Linked DNA regions of Mus musculus: all the other regions are linked to region 1. A link is a contact called in public HiChIP or PLAC-seq data. All regions are on one chromosome and are shown on one strand. The core of a region is the stretch at or near the end of the contact, and the rest is flanking DNA. Distances in the headings are between cores, read along the strand shown. Region 1 holds the start of Dek (DEK proto-oncogene (DNA binding)). Region 2 has its middle 51 kb from the start of Gm52039. Region 3 overlaps Rnf144b (ring finger protein 144B).

Evidence for each region. HiChIP or PLAC-seq counts read pairs in DNA pulled down with a chosen protein or histone mark.
Region 2: a contact with region 1 is called in an H3K4me3 HiChIP or PLAC-seq map of bone marrow-derived macrophages, with 5 times the contacts expected there. The contact joins the enhancer-like site here to the promoter of Dek in region 1. A contact is called at or near these places in 15 of 39 promoter capture datasets (the 3T3-L1 cell line, 3T3-L1-derived adipocytes, cranial neural crest and 8 more), 15 of 484 Hi-C or Micro-C datasets (Sertoli cells, bone marrow-derived macrophages, cardiomyocytes and 9 more), 30 of 115 datasets of contacts at active chromatin or transcription factors (the NIH/3T3 cell line, acute myeloid leukemia, bone marrow-derived macrophages and 16 more) and 4 of 9 other capture datasets (adipose tissue, liver, macrophages and 1 more).
Region 3: a contact with region 1 is called in an H3K4me3 HiChIP or PLAC-seq map of bone marrow-derived macrophages, with 2.9 times the contacts expected there. The contact joins the enhancer-like site here to the promoter of Dek in region 1. A contact is called at or near these places in 5 of 39 promoter capture datasets (3T3-L1-derived adipocytes, frontonasal cranial neural crest, liver and 1 more), 1 of 484 Hi-C or Micro-C datasets (bone marrow-derived macrophages), 2 of 115 datasets of contacts at active chromatin or transcription factors (both in bone marrow-derived macrophages) and 2 of 9 other capture datasets (adipose tissue and liver).

The regions. Positions count from the first base shown.
Region 1 is chr13:47,103,414-47,108,559 of GRCm38.p6, reverse strand. It overlaps Dek (DEK proto-oncogene (DNA binding)), which reads left to right and starts at 2,339. Exons shown (of 11, transcript NM_025900.2): 1 at 2,339-2,487; 2 at 2,823-2,988. The coding sequence starts at 2,832.
Region 2 is chr13:47,285,757-47,290,902 of GRCm38.p6, reverse strand. No RefSeq gene overlaps it. Among named protein-coding and RNA genes, the nearest start is that of Gm52039, 51 kb to the right of the region's middle. Within about 2 kb of position 3,037, at least 7 of the 459 cell types and tissues checked have an H3K27ac peak or open chromatin away from gene starts, as enhancers often do. A contact at or near this core is called in bone marrow-derived macrophages, where this site is marked.
Region 3 is chr13:47,240,192-47,245,337 of GRCm38.p6, reverse strand. Rnf144b (ring finger protein 144B) reads right to left here. Exons shown (of 8, transcript NM_001170643.1): 7 at 2,385-2,474; 8 at 1-977. The coding sequence ends at 837. Among named protein-coding and RNA genes, the nearest start is that of Gm52039, 5.2 kb to the right of the region's middle. Within about 2 kb of position 2,762, at least 3 of the 459 cell types and tissues checked have an H3K27ac peak or open chromatin away from gene starts, as enhancers often do. A contact at or near this core is called in bone marrow-derived macrophages, where this site is marked.

The DNA.
Region 1 (5,146 bases), core at 1,090-3,589:
TGGGGCTCTGTATGCCAACCACATGTTGACAGTGGCTAAGTTTGTATTGTGAGCTCCTGCTTGCTTCTTCCTCTAAACTCTAGACATTCATGTCCATCTGCCTATGTTATGGCTTATATATGTTTGGCCCAGGGGGTGGTACTATTAGGTGTGGCCTTGTTGAATATGGGTGTCACTGGGTATGGGCTTGAAGACCCTCATCCTAGCTGCCTGGAAGCCAATCTTCCACTAGAAGCCTTCAGATGAAGATGTACTCTCATCTGAACTCTCAGCTCCTCCTGCACCATGCCTGCCTGGATGCTGCCATGCTCCCACCTTGATGATAATGGACTGAACCTATGAACCTGTGAGCCAGCCTCAATTATTGTCCTTGTAAGACTTGCCTTAGGTCATGGTGTCTGTTCTCAGCTGTAAAACCCTAAGACAGCTTATTTGTAATTTTCACTTTGGTGATCATAAATCTCAATCCTAACATCTCTAAAATCTTCCTTCTCCCAATATGTCGTCTCTTCACTCTCATCCTCTTATCCCTTATTTCCCATGTCCAGTAATGTAGATAATCCTTTTGGTTTTGTTTTTTTGTTTTGTTTTGGCTTTTCGAGACAGAGTTTTTCTGTGTAGTCCTGGCTGTCCTGGAACTCACTCTGTAGACCAGGCTGGCCTCAAATTCAGAAATCCACCTGCTTCTGCCTCCCACGTGCTGGGATTAAAGGTGTGCGCCACCACTGCCCAGCTTAGATAATCCTTTAGAGCATACCATGTCTCTCTCCGCTCTCATTCCTTTAATCACTGACCTTTTAAAAGGAAAGCCCCCCTGCTGGTACTCCAGATCCCCCTGTGACTGCTGCATCACTACCACACAATCTATGTATTTTTGCTTAATGTCTCAACTACAGTCTCGTCTTCAAGATGGCAGGCCTGTTATGATGGACAGAGGATTCGGTACTTATAAAGGAACGGATGAGAATGGTATCAAAACAGTGATGGCCTGGAGGTAAGAGAAATACTTGACCAGAGATAAGTGATGGGAAGGACCGAGTTCATTGATGACAATAGGAAGGAGCAGCCCTGGCAGTGGAAGAGTAAATCCTAGATAGTGTGAATGACAGCCATGTGCAGGAACATGAGGGAAGGCATGTGTGACTGACAGGCCAACTGTGTCAGGGAGCCATCAGACAGAGGGTCAGCAGCCAGTTAAGTAGCATCTTACACGTTGTGATATGGAAATTTGGAGGTTATTCCAAGTTATGATGGGACCATCTGAGGCTTATAAGCAGAAGATCAAACTAAATAAAATAGCTTTGGCTGAGGTGTGATTAGTGGGAAAAGGCAGAGAGAGTAGCCCTTGGAAAGGGCTCTGTTGCAACCCAAACTAAAAAACAAAGAAAGGTGAGCAGAATCAGTAGAATGGGAGATGGCTTAAGATCTGAAAGCAAAAATAGCAGGACTTTGCGTATGTTTACAAAAGGGGCACAGAAGAAAATAAAGTCTAACTTTTGTCCCTCAACTTGGAGACTATTATGGCAAATGAAACCAATCATATTTCCACCAGGTTGACTGGATAAAAAAAAGGGAGGGAGGGAGATTATTCTCAGGGTAGGGAAAAAATGAAGACAATCACATAGGAGAGCACGTAAGGAAATGTTGCTTTTAAACTGTGGACTCTAAAAGGTATCAGAGGGCTTGCCTAGAATTCTTGACAGGAGAGTGTGGCTGGACAAATACCGTATCTGCATTATAGGGGAGACCAAGGGGGCTAGAGAAAGGAAGAGGGTGAATCTGTCTAACATTCACCGGTTTGAAACCTATTTATGTCGCTGGTGGTGTGAGCACTTAACGTGGTGGGTCCCTGTCACGGTGCAGCGTACCGGCGACGGGAAGCCTCGCAAGTAGGTCTCATTTGGAAGCCTTCATCTCGAACGACCCCTCGGAAACAAACGTGGTGGCTCCGAATCAACCCCGTCCGCGGGGTGATCGCCGCGTGAAGTCGAGTCGAGAAAGACTTCGGCGGATCCCTCAACTTCGTCACCTCCAGACGCTCCCCGGCTCCGCGGCCCAGGACGGCCGGTCATTTTTCTCCCGGGATCGGGAGGCTGGAAGCTCGCAGGCCCCCTAGCGTCCAACCGTTCAGCGCGGAGGCCCCGGCTCGCGCCCGCCCGCCACCCCGTGCACCCACCCAGCCACCCGCCGGACGCCGCGACCCGGGTCCTCCCGCGGACCGCAGACCCCCCGAGACCCCGCCCGGGCAGCCCGCGAGAGACGCCGCCGCCCCGCCTCCCGCCCGCCCTCCCGCGCGCGCCAACTCCCAGCGCCGCGCGCTGATTGGCCGGCGCCTTCCCGCTCTGCTTCCCGAACCGCCATTTTGAAAATCTTGTTGATTCTGAGGAGCGGGGAGAGAGAGAGCGCGAGAGAGAGCGAGCGCGCGGCGCGAGGACCTCGGCCCCGCGCGACTTCTACACAGCGGCGGCCTTCTCGTGCGCACCCGCGGTGAGGACGGCGGCGGGGAGGCGCCGGGGCAGCGGGGAGGGGACGCGGCCAGAAGCACTGAGGCCCGCCGCGGGGGAGGGGACTCGCAAGGCTCGGCTCGCCTGGGCCACACTGGCCGGGCCCGAGCCGGCCCGGGGCGGCGCAGGCCGGGCGGGAGCGCGCGCGGGCGGCTGAGAGGGCGGTGCGGTTTCCCGCCTCGGGCATCCCCGGGGAGGCGGGCCGAGTGACAGACCCAGGGTAGGCGACTTGGAGGGGAGCTGACGCTGGGCGCTCGGCACGCTCCATGCCCGCGCGAGCGAGAGAACCGAAGCGTGCGGCTTCCTCCCCGCCCGCAGGCCCCCAGCATGTCGGCGGCGGCGGCCCCCGCTGCGGAGGGAGAGGACGCCCCCGTGCCGCCCTCATCCGAGAAGGAACCCGAGATGCCGGGTCCCAGGGAAGAGAGTGAGGAGGAGGAGGAGGATGACGAAGACGATGATGAAGAGGACGAGGAGGAAGAAAAAGGTGGGTGGGCAGGGATACGCATCCCTCACGGGTGGATTTTTTTTTTTCCCACATCAAAAGTTTCCCCTTCCCTCGCTCCTTTTGGGAAACAGTTATCTTGCATTTTAACGCTTAGAGGCGTCAAGTCGGAGTGGTGGATTTCACGCGAATGCTAACAATCAGTGGCAGAGAATCTGGATTTTTTTTTTTTTTTTTGAGTATTTGCCAAGGTTTCGGTGCAAGTGTAGCAAGAGCCTTTTCCCGATGCGCCTTCAGAACACTTCGTCGTTCGTTTAGGGAGTTTGTAAGTCTGAGATCCGCTTTTTGAAGTTACCCCGAGGTTCCGTAACGAAACAACACTGCAAGGCATTCTTGCAAATCCTGGAAATGTTTTCATTTCCATATTCTCGGCTGTGTGTAGCTGCTGATTCCCTCCCCCGCCCCTCCCCCATAAGGGTTCTTGTGGGAGTGCTTTTCTTTGCCGTGAAAGTTGTTGCTGTTGGAGAAAGTAGTTTAAAAATGAGAAAACTGAACTGAAAGTTAGAACGGGAGCCCGCAGCTCTCTCGGTTTTGGGGACTGATTCTGACCCAAGGAGGGTGGTAAGAAGCCTCATTTGAGTAGAGGCAGAGCGGGGCGAAGAAGCATTGTGTCAGTCAGAGTGCATGCATCAGTCTACCCGACAGGCTCAGCTATTGGAAAATCCAAGGCACAGCTTCACAATCTAGCTTAATGGTGCAGATGGCCACAGCTCAGCCAGACTTGGGAGCAGGCCTAAAGGTTAAAGTGCTCTTCCCAAACTGTCATTTCTTTTCTTTTCTTTCTTTTCTTTCTTCTTTTTTTTTTTTATAAATACCATCTAGGTTAAGAGGACAAGGCATACTTATTATTTGAAGTGGTATGTGCTCTAAGACCTTATGGGAGCGTGTCATTTAAGTACAACCTTGGCTTTAATTATAAATCTTAATAAGAATTGTTTAAATTGCTTTTAGATTATTTATAATTGGTGTGTTCTATAAAGTCAATGATGTGGTGTTTTAGAGCATGGTATGATGGCAGTGTGTGCTAAGGCATCCCTCCTCCCTGAGGTACCAGCCATAGATAAGTGTAGTGTAGAACAGTTTATTTGGGGCAGGGGAGGAGAGAGAGCAGCCAGGAACACGTGGAGAGAGAGGGGAAGGGGAGAAAGTGAAAGGGGGCAGAGAGTTAAGAGAGTACAAATAGACCCTTTTATAGCCAGCCAGGCCTACCTGGCTGTTGCTAGGTAACTGTTGGGCGGAGCCTAGAAAGAATGCTAACAATAATGACTGAAAGTTGACTGCACTATCAGTATAACTAAGACTTTAACACTTTTACAGGATTTGTGTGTGTGTGTGTGTGTTTTTGTTTGTTTTTCTTCCTAGTGGGGCAAAGTTGTGATACTAGAGTTCTAGAGGTGGTGAGTTTTCTTGGGCAGAAAGAAAGTGAGACATTCTGTATAAAAGGCCCAAACAGTAGTGTCTGGGGAGGCTGTCATTGAGTGCTTTAGAAGATCCTGGATTTCATTCTAGCTGAATAAGTTGGTTGTGTTTTTAAAAGTGCTATTTGTAGGTTTAGTCCTTCACAGTTTTAATCTGGTTCCTTCTTACTCAGTTTTCTCTTTAGGGACATTCCAGGTAACTGGAACGGCAAGTTTCTATTCTACTTGTCCCAGAATACTTACCTTCAGTATGATGACAGAGAGGTGTGGGGTCAGTGAAATTACTGGTCTGTGAAGTGAGGCGAGAATTGGAAGTGAGTTGGGGGAGATGAGAGGCCGAGCTGTGACTTCGCCTTTCCTCTATAGTGTTTGGATGCTGCTGCTGTTCTGTAGAAAACCAAGCCTGCATGCTTGGCAGTGATGCTGAGGTCTTTTGGATGTGTTGTTTGGGTTCCTGTAGGACATAGAGGAGCTGTCAAGGTTACAGTGGGGTGCAGTCATTTGAAAGCTCTGCTCCAGGTTGGGCTTCTGAGAACTAATTTGTAGATCTGATCCAGAGCAAGTGAATGACTTGGTACTAAGAGGCAGTCGGGTGACTATAGGAGCTGTTCCACTCAGTGCTGTCTTTCTCCATTTATTCTCCACAAATCTTTATATCCCCCAAACCTGACCTATCTTGGAAAGCCTACACTAATGTTTTGATTCTTTTTCCTCCCCAAATA
Region 2 (5,146 bases), core at 1,788-4,287, 180 kb before region 1:
TATCCAGAGAAATTGCCATCATCTGTGTCTGTCAAAGACAACCATGACATGGCCAGTCTGTGTGCTTCCCTAAATAGGTACCTTATAGGCTTAAGAAACAAGAAAGATAGGAGACTTAGCCTTTCTTTAAATGATCTCTAGGGACTGAAGAGATGACTCCACAGTTAAGGGCACTCACTGAAGTTCCAGAGGACCCAGGTTCAGTTCCCAGCACCCACATGGCTGGGAACTTAACCCACCCACAGCCATCTCCACCTCTAGTTTCAGGGGATCTGTCATCCTCTGGCCTCTACAGGTGCCAGGTACATACATGCACACATGTGGTGCATACATACCTACATGCCGGCAAAACACTTGTCCAAATAAAACAACTATTCTAAAAAGATGCTCTCTGTGTTATAGGATGAACAGAGAAGCCAGTTCAGGCCCACTCCCTTCAAAAATGCCAACCCTGGAGAAAAAAAATAAATAATGGCTCAGGGGATAAGCATTCCTGCTTCACACGTCAAAGCTAACAAGCCAGATGCCATCTCTGGAACCATGTGGTGTAAGAGAGCTGACTCTTCCATGTTGTTTTCTAACCTACACATATGCACTATGACATGTGCACACATGTACACACACAGAGAGGGTTAATCAACATTAAAGGGCTGAGGAGATAGCTCTTACAAGACTCCTCTCTTCTCAGATTTGAATCTGCATAAGAATCACCTGCCCAGAGCATGCGTTAACATTCTAATTCCAAACCTAACCCCCAGGACCTGATTCAGGACCTCTTTGGGGGGTGGGGGGAGGAGACAAGATTTGCCTTTCTAAGTCCCCGAGGGCTGCTGGGGTTGCTCATGGGTCCACAGGGAAGGACGCACCGTGTCAGGAGCTTCCCGGTCTCACACTGAAGGGGAGATACCAACCCATACCCGGCTGCATTTCCATCTCAGTGAGGATTAGCTCCCAAATGACCCCAGCGCCTAGTTGATGCTTCACAGCTGCGTGCCAGCTGGGGACTTGATATGAAAATCTCAGTTGCCATGGAATTTTATGGGCTGGCACCCTGGGAAGTTCAGATGAGGCCCTTCACCTTTGTGGCAAGGGTGCTTGCCGCCAAGCCTGAGGACCTGAGGTGCACAACCAGGACCCCCGTGATGGAAGGCAAGAACCAAGTCCCACAGGTCATGCTCTGACCGGCACATACATAACAACACAAGTAAATGCTAACTTTATAAACTCAACTCTGAACTGGGACAGGAGAAGGAGCTCAATTGTTATTTTAGATACAACTTCTGAATTGAAATTCCTTTCCCTAACCATGTATGGAGGAGGGGAACACCTTACAAATGATTCTTCAAAAGTGATTACACTTGTAAATAAATGTTAGTCTTCCCATAATGTGTCTGTCAGTCAACAGGACAACCCTCTCAGGAATCGGGGAAGATATATAAACCTTTGTGAGTGGTGTGTGTGTGTGTGTGTGTGTGTGTGTCTGTGTGTGTGTGTGTGTGTGTGTATTTTGGTTTTGTTTGTTTGTTTGATTGATTTGTTGTTGTGTGTGTTTTGGTTGTTGTTTTGGTTTTGGTTTGGTTTGGTTTTTGTTTTGTTTCTGATTGTTTTTGAGGCAGACTTTCTCTGCATAGTCCTGGCTGACCTCAAACTCTCACAGATCCATCTGACTCTGCCTCTGCCTCCTGAGTTCAGGGATTAAAGGTGTGCCAACACCACCTGGCTGGTTTGTTTTGTTTTGTTTTGTTTTGTTTTGTATCTGTCTACTTACAAGCCAACAAACTACTAAGAAACGAGGAGATGTGTTTTTCGAATACCTATCATCTCCCAATTCCATTCCTCTATCTTCATCATCTAAATCTTTCCCCGTATACCCACCCAGAAAAATCTCTTCTTTCTTCTTTCTTTCCAGCCGTTGGGAGTAATGGACCCACCTGATTCCATTTTAAGATTAGAAGCCATCTTCTTACAAGATCAAAATATGTTCTATCCCCATAGCCCTCTTAATATGCAAGCCACTCATATAATTAATAACACACCATGCTGTGAACTTATACACCATTTTCTTTCCAATGCTAAGAAATTTGTGGAAGAGGATAATTGGTAAAGCAAAATATTTTTAGAAACTCCTCACAATAAACACAACCCACAGACTCCCCAGTTTGTGGAAAATCTCACCCGCCTTCCTCACTTACACTCACCAGTCTGCCTGGTTGTCTCCAGTACTCCAACCAAGCAGCAGATGGCAGCAAAACACTGTTCTAGTGGAACCGCTGCACAGGGATGCTTACAGTATGTCTCAGGAGAGCCAGTGCTCCACAGACAGGGTCTCAGACTTACCCTCATTGGTATCATTATTCTCACAGAGATGCAGAAAGAGTGACTGAAAATAAACCAATAACCTAATGACATATCACTCACCGTCAACTGTCTGATTTAACGTCATGTTGCTCCAAGGCAACTTCCCAACTTCTCAAGCCTTTTTGACCTTAAGCGACTCTTTTTCCTCAACTGTTAATGAGAAGCAGAATTTCATCTAGTCACCCCCGAGGGGATCGAGTGGATCCTGTGGGAGCCACGTGCCATCCTGCATTCAAACCACTTTTGTAGCTGCGGTGGGGTGTTCATTAACTGCCGTCTGCACCCATTTCCCTCTGAGATCAGAGCACATCTGTAAAGGAAGAGCTGTTCCAAGGCATGAGACGATTGCGTGCTCCATCTCCCTTTCTCTCCGCACCCACACAAGGGAAGGTCAGACATGCTCAATCTAGATCCCACAGTGTTGCCCTCCCGGCTCCCTGGTCAGCTGACCGTGCCTGACTCAGTTGCAGCCTCTGACAGACAATCCCAAGGAACATATTACCTTTCCTCTTGGGAACTCCCAGTGAAACAAACCAAAGAAAGATGGTGAAGAGTCTCCCAGCAGCCCAGACCAACCCCTTAGAATATCTCGTGTGGTATTCTACAGCTCTGGGAAAAGACAGTAAAGAACAGAACATCACTGCCATGGAAACGCCCACAGGGACACAGGGAAGTTGTGGGTAGCAGTAGCCCTGTGACCTGCTGGTAGGCATGGAAAGAAGAAGAGAAGAGATGGCTGACTCAGTTCCTTAGTACTCTCTCCCAGATGCTTTTAAATGCACAACCCAGATGGTATCCTATGCCGAACAAGTCTCATTGTAACTTCCACTTGTCCCAGATTCAACTTTAGACCTTAAATATCTGAAAATCCCTGAACTAGGGAGAGAAAGTGGGCTTTAGGGAGCAAAGAAATCTAGTGATTAATCCCTGTTATGTTTATGTTTGGGTCCTTGGCACAGTGTCTTACTCTGTGGCTCAGGCTGGACTGAGCCCATGCTGGCTTCAAACTCAGAATACTCCTCCTACCTTAGCTTCCTGAACGCTAGAATCACAGATGTAAGCCACCACACCCAGCTCGAAACCACATTCTTGATGTCAGATTACCTTAGGCCCCTGTCTCTGTAGCAGGTTTAAAGCTGTTCTCCATCCTCCCCCATGCTTACCATGCTTAGCAACACTGGCTCCTCCCCTTGGACCCTCTTACAGGGTTGCTGTGTAGCTCACTGTCCAGCAGCTATGCCCTCCTGACTCAGTAGAACCAACAGGTACCCTTTGTAGGGAGAGCACAAGGCAATTGGAGAGATCATTTGCTCCAAGACAAGACTATTGAGCTCAGTCTTCTTTTTTGTCCCAAGAGTGAAGTATAGAAGTAAAGAAGACAGAAGCTGGGATAGAAAAATATTGGGGCTGGAGAGATGGCTCAGTGGTTAAGAGCACTGACTGCTTAAGAGCATTGACTGAGTTCAAATCCCAGCAACTGCATGGTGGCTCACAACCATCTGTAATGGGATCTGACACCCTCTTCTGGTATGTCTAAAGACATAAATAAAGATATAAATAAATAAATAAATAAATCTTAAAAAGGAAAAAAGAAAGAGAGAGAGAGAAAGAAAGAAAGAAAGAAAGAAAGAAAGAAAGAAAGAAAGAAAGAAAATTACTAACAAGAACTGTGTGGTACCATCCACATGTAATTCTAGCTCTAGATAGAGACATGGGAGGATCAGGAGTTCAAGGCCGGTCTTAGCTACATAACAAGTTTGAGGCTAGTCTGGTTTACAGGAGACTAAAAAGGAAAGAATTACAAACAGCTACCAGGGAGGGCCACCCATCTTCTTGGGGGAGGGTGGAGGCATTTGGGGAAGTGCCACCTCTAAATACTTCTTAAAATCTACATAAAATGCTTTCCAATGAAAATGGAGAGGGTAGCCATGGCTCTTGAGGGCACCGCATCCCACACCTCACACACAGTCCTCCAAGTTACATCTCTTATCTGGGAATGACTTCTTCAGAAATTCTACAAATCAGAAATAAGACATGCAACGCATCGGGTCATCCTTAATAAAGGACACAGCAGGAAGCCTTGTGTGTTCAAAGATGAGGCTTAACAGCCTAGCTGCATAGCCACGGAAGGGGTACTGGAACAAATGACAGCATTCCTTGCATGCAAATAAAGAGTTGTGTTTGTACCAATCATTGCGCAGCTTTCATGCAAATGAAGATGTGTTTTTACACCAATCACAGCAGTCCTTCTGCAGAGATTCCAGGGAAAGTGCTCCCTCTTTGGCTTTGGTAGAAGTGGCTGCAGGGTTGTCTAAGTTCACTGAGGCTTTTGATGGCAAAGAGTTTCACACGAACTGCTTGAAAAGCCCTGGCTGAAGCGACACCTTTAGGAGCCAGTGCTGAACCATCGGCCGCCATTGTTGTGTAGTTTCCTAAAGACGTCCATGAAGTGTTCCAAACAGCTGCGACTGGCACAAGGGTGGTCCTGCATGATTTATCTGGTGATCCTTTTTGTTCAAGGCTGCCAGGGCAGAGGTGGGGGAAGTCCAACAGCTGATGGTGAATGAAGCAATTACCCATCTCCCCGTGAGCATCAGGTGTGTTCACAATGTGGCTTGAAAATATAGCCATCTCACCAGACTGTGTCTGTGCTGAAGCGGTGTTTCACTATCTATCCAAGGCCCAAGAGAAAGCACAATAGCTGTGAGGGTCCCGTAATCTATATGGCCGGGGAGAGATGATCTGGAATTTGGAGGCTGGAGGAAAATCCAAAACATGTTTCTTTCCC
Region 3 (5,146 bases), core at 1,513-4,012, 140 kb before region 1:
GCTGTCTACAAGGAAAGCTTTGGAGCTTTCCCCTTTCATCCCGTAGAAAACGCTTTTTAGAGACCACAGCTGCTGGCTGACTGTGAGCGGTGAACACTGGTTCACCTTAGAAGAATAACATCTGCCAAACAACAGACACTGAATGAGGCCATGTTGCCTTACAAGTTACAACCTCTTCCTGGGAAGGGACAACTCCCTCTGAACGGCAGTTTCTCCTGCCTGGAGATGAGATCACACGGGGAGAGAGCTGCTATGTTTCTGCCAAGTCACTGTGGAAACGCTAAGAAGTGCACACGCGGTAGCCAGCATAGGCATGCCAGTCAGTGTGTCAGCTCCTGAGATAAGCAGCGGCTCCACTGCTCACAGAACGTGTTATTATGCAGTATCATCCTTCCCTCCGGCTCTGGGCCTCTGCCATGTGTCTTGTGGCAGTGGAACCAACACAGACGTTTGCTCAGTTTGCAATGCTGCCAAGTGCGGCAATACCGCCATGACTACAGTGAGTATTCACCCAGGCTCCTTGGTTTGGATGGAAGATGAGCAGCCTGGTGGGATCCTTTGGAGGGTAAGATGGTGATGTTTTAGAGTCTCCCAGGCTAAAGCAAAGTTCCCAACCTGCTCCACAGACACAGTCCGGACTGTGGGGCTGCTTCTTGATACACAGGCACACTCATGCCCCGGTGCGTGGCCTTTTCCAACACCGAATGCTTTCAGGTAGGTTCAAAGTCTGGGCAGAGGCACTTCCAAAGTTTGGCAAGGAGAAGGAGGCAAGGCTGCTAAGTGGGGCTTTTACCAATGTGCTGTCTCATGTGACCCGGATGTCTGCGCAGGTGACTTTAGGTTGTGGATGGATCATGCTTTTTCTTCTTGCCGCGACAGGACTTGCAGACACAGCAGATTATACAGGGAGAGGCCAGGAGCAGCAAGGGTGAGGTCACCAAGGCAATGACACCTAATCCCACAAGGATCCCCACTACCTGGAAATTGAAGAGAAAACCCTATGTCAGCAGGTATGTCATCTGAGATGTATACATTCCCCCAAGTGTAACAACAGCCTCTACAGTCTGGATGCTGTGCCCACCCTGCCATGCCTGTCGAAACCCTAATACTCAGTGCGATGGCACTTGGAGTGGGGAGCCCTGGGTGACACTGTGAGACCCTGGTGACACTTGGGAGCCCAAGAGCTTGCCTCCATTCTTAGCTTTCTAGCATGGGAGAACACGGTGAGAAAGCTGTCATCTATGAACTGGGAAGAATGCTGTGAGTGTAACCTTCACGGCCAACTGTTCTGGATTCAGAGTCATCTAAGAGGCACACCTCTGCGTGGAGGGGGACATTTCCAGGCAGGGCTAACTGGGGAGGGAAGACTCGTGATGATGTTCCATAAGCTGGGCATTGGACTGACTGAATAACAAAATTTTAAAAAGAAGAAAGGCAGACCAATGCTATCCTATCCTCTCTCCCTGACTCCTGTTCTGCTGAGACATGAGGAGTCCCGACCTCAAGTTCCTACCACCATGAACTCTGCCATGCCCTCGCGGTCAGGACAGACTGTATCCCTTCAAACCATGAGCCAAATTATGCCCCTGCTTCTCTAAGTCCTGAGACAAGCAACCAACACAAGGACCCATTCGCAGACCCTGCCCACGCTGATACCTGGTCCTCAGACTGCCAGCAGCCAGGACAAGGATGAATCATCTCAGCTGTTTCAGTCACCCAGGCTATGATAATCTGTTAGGTGAATGGCTAGGATACTGTCTCAGGCAATTTTAGCAATGACATCGCTGGACACAAACTACAAAGGACTACATCGAGGGTGAGAGCAAACCAAATGTTAACACAAGCTGAACCATAAACTCTAAACTCTGAGCTGTGGCTGTTGGCTCGTTCTCTATTGGGGCTTCCTCAACAGTCTCACAGGGGCATTAATAATGATCATCGTTAGGATGTGAGCATTGGTTTCTTCAAAGGAAGCGTAGCCTTTGATAAACACAAAACACTATTAAAAAACAAACCACGATTCTCTTTGAACCTGCCACATAAACACACAATGGCATGTACTGAGGGATCTGAGGCCCTGCAGGAGCCCACAGCATTGGAGACTCTGCTTTGATGCTTAATATGCTCTAACTGCTTGTAGGAAACTCCTCCCATGTTTTGCAAGAGCAAAGAACAGGGGTATGTTCTTTGGCTGGTCACCCTAACGTTCTGCTCTCTGGTGCCTCTGTCCCTCAACAATTGTGCTCTTGACTTAACTTCAGGCCACAGCTCCATTGTTCTCTCTCTCCTCCTCCTCCTCCCAGAACCTCCCAGGAGGGCATGGGAAAGCAAGGAAAGCCATCCCAAGTCCAATGAATCTCACGTTCCCTTAAGGTGGAGCCTACCTGTGTTCGGTTCCACATTACCGATGCCCTCGAGTGGCCGAGCTTATTCCTGCATGGCCCTTTGTCATAGTGCCTGAGGAATATGTCATTCTGAAAAACAAAGAGAGGAGTTTCAGTCATCACACAATGTAGGGTGGAGAGGTGAGCATCAAGTGTGCAGTTCGCCTGATGCTATCAGTGACTTCCTCTAGGAATCCTGACAGGGGCAAAAGAACAAGGAATGACCTGCTCCACCATCTCAGGCAGGTAAGGGACGGTGAGCTCCGGCAGAGGTGTGCAATGGAATGGGAGAACCATAAGTCAGGAGCAAGCCTGGTGTGACCAATGCCAGCGACTGACAGGGGAAGCCAGTCACGAGGTAGAAAGAGAGTAATACACTAAATGAGGAAGCAGGAACAGGAATTATAGGAAAACTACTGAGGAGAAAGAAAAGAAATAACCCAGAGATGGACTTGTGGGTAAAGATGGACGTGCTGAACTTGACATCCAAACAACACACCCAGAGGCAGATCATTACTTATACCTGGTCTTCGAAGGAGGGGCCTGAATATCAGTTTACATAAAATGGGGGTGGGGCGAGTATCACAGAACTGAATAAGCTTGTGTAGAAGAAAAGTGGACTGAGGAGCAGATTTGTTCAGGGAAGACACGAACAGACAAGGAGTCTGGAAAAGACACTGAGGGACAGCCAGAAAGGTGAGGTCAGAGGAGCTAGGAGAAATGGCAGCTGGCCAAGATATCAAAATCTTGGGATATTGGGAAGTATACGGTCAGGATATGGCCGCATGGTCACTTGAGTGCCCAGTGCTAACTGGAGGAAGGCGGATATCAACAGCGAGAGGCAACTGGGTTCAATGGAAGCTTGGCTTGTGAAGAAGAGGGAGAGTAATCAGGGAGAGGACGACTGGTCAGCTTGAGAAGAGACCGGCTCCACCTGGAAACAGCACACGACAGACAGAACGAAATGGCAAAGGCGTACAAGAGAAGTTGAGATCACACGGAAGAGAGAAGACAACTGAAGGTGACAAGTCCCTGAGGCTCCATCTTGGCCTCTGACACTGCATGGCTGAACATGAAGCCAGGCGCAAACACAATGCCCAGCACACTCAGTCTCCGTTTGGGGCTGTCTCAGGCTTGGGCTTTAGAAAAACAATCCCCCTTTCTCTGTCCCAGGTTCTCAACCTTCCTACAAACACATCAATACCATGTGGCATAGAACACGGCCCTGTAGAGAGACTCCCTTGTGTGCTGTGTGGAAGCATCACCTGTCAACAAAAAATTGATGGCCTGCTAGCAAAAGGTGGGAAGCAGAAGGTGGGGTTTCCAGTGAAGAGATAGGAACTCTGGGAGTTAGTTAGTCAGGCGCAGGAAGATTTGCCCTGGACTCTGAGGAAGTCTGATGTATGACACTGAGGAGTGGTAACTAGCCGTGTGGCAGACATAGAATAGAATAAATGGGTTGGTAAGCTGCCAGCCCAAGCTTACTTTATTCATACATAAATAAGCCCCTGGGGTGTTTATTTAGGAACTGGGGTGCAGGTGGAAAAGCCCGAGGTGACACTGCCCCACAAGCCAATGCCCTCATCTGAGAATATGCCTATACAGAATCTGGCAGTAGGTAAGCCTGTGCGGGTACTTCCTTAATTAGTGATTGATCATGGGAAGGACCGGCCCTTGATGGTGCCACCGTTGGGGTGGCAGTCCTGCATTCTATAAGAAAGCAGGCTGAGCAAGCCATGAGGAGCAAGCCAGTCAGTAAGCAGCGCCCTGCCATGGCTTCTGCATCAGCTCCTGGCTCCAGATCCCTGTCTCTCGTGAATTCCTGCCCTGACTTCGCCTGATGATGTGGGAGAGTAAGCTGAATAAACCCTTTCCTCCCTCTCCGAATGTCTGTGGTGTTCCATCACAGCAATAGAAACCCTACCGAAGACGAGCGTGACTGAGGTCTTACACCAATATGAACACACATTATAGCTTCAGACAGGGGTATCCGTAAACAGCTTGTGCCACCTCAAACTTTAAAAGACTGAGACTGGAGGACACCCTTGTTACCCACCGTCCCACAGCTGAGATCACTGTTCACTTTGGCAGAATTTGGGAAGACACACTCTTGGGTGGAGAAGGAGACTAAGCAACAGACAGGCGTCAGGATCTAGTAGTAAGTGGCAAGGCAGCAGGGCTTCCCTGTCACGCCAGCCACCAGAACAGCCTTTCTGATCGCAATAGGCAGAATGCCCCCTTGGAGACACACGTGGCGGAGTCTCCAGTAACTGTCTGCATATGTCACTATGTGAAGGACCTGGACGTGGGGGAGGTTACCCTTGGTGGTTGCAATGGCTCCCATCTCATTTCATGGTTCTTTATCGAGAGGAAATGCATCCTGCCTGTGGTCAGCGGGAATGAGGACCACGAGGAGATCAGAGAGACGTGATGAGCCTAGCTACGCAAGCAACCCCATCTCTAGGAGACAGAGGAGCAAAGACATGGATTCTCATCCAGCATCTTCAGACAGCAGCACTCCAGCCCTGTCAGGATCATGATCCAGTTATATATATATATCACATCAGGCTGCTAAGGTACGACATAGACACTAATTCTCTGCTGTTTTAAGCCAGAACGTTTGTGACCATTTGTTACAACGGTATAAAGCAAACACTTAGACAGCTATTTACACAATAGAGATAATTTCCTCTAGAGCACAAAAATGTCCCAAAAACATTTCAGACAAAAATATGTCTGAAAGCTATGACGACACACAGAGG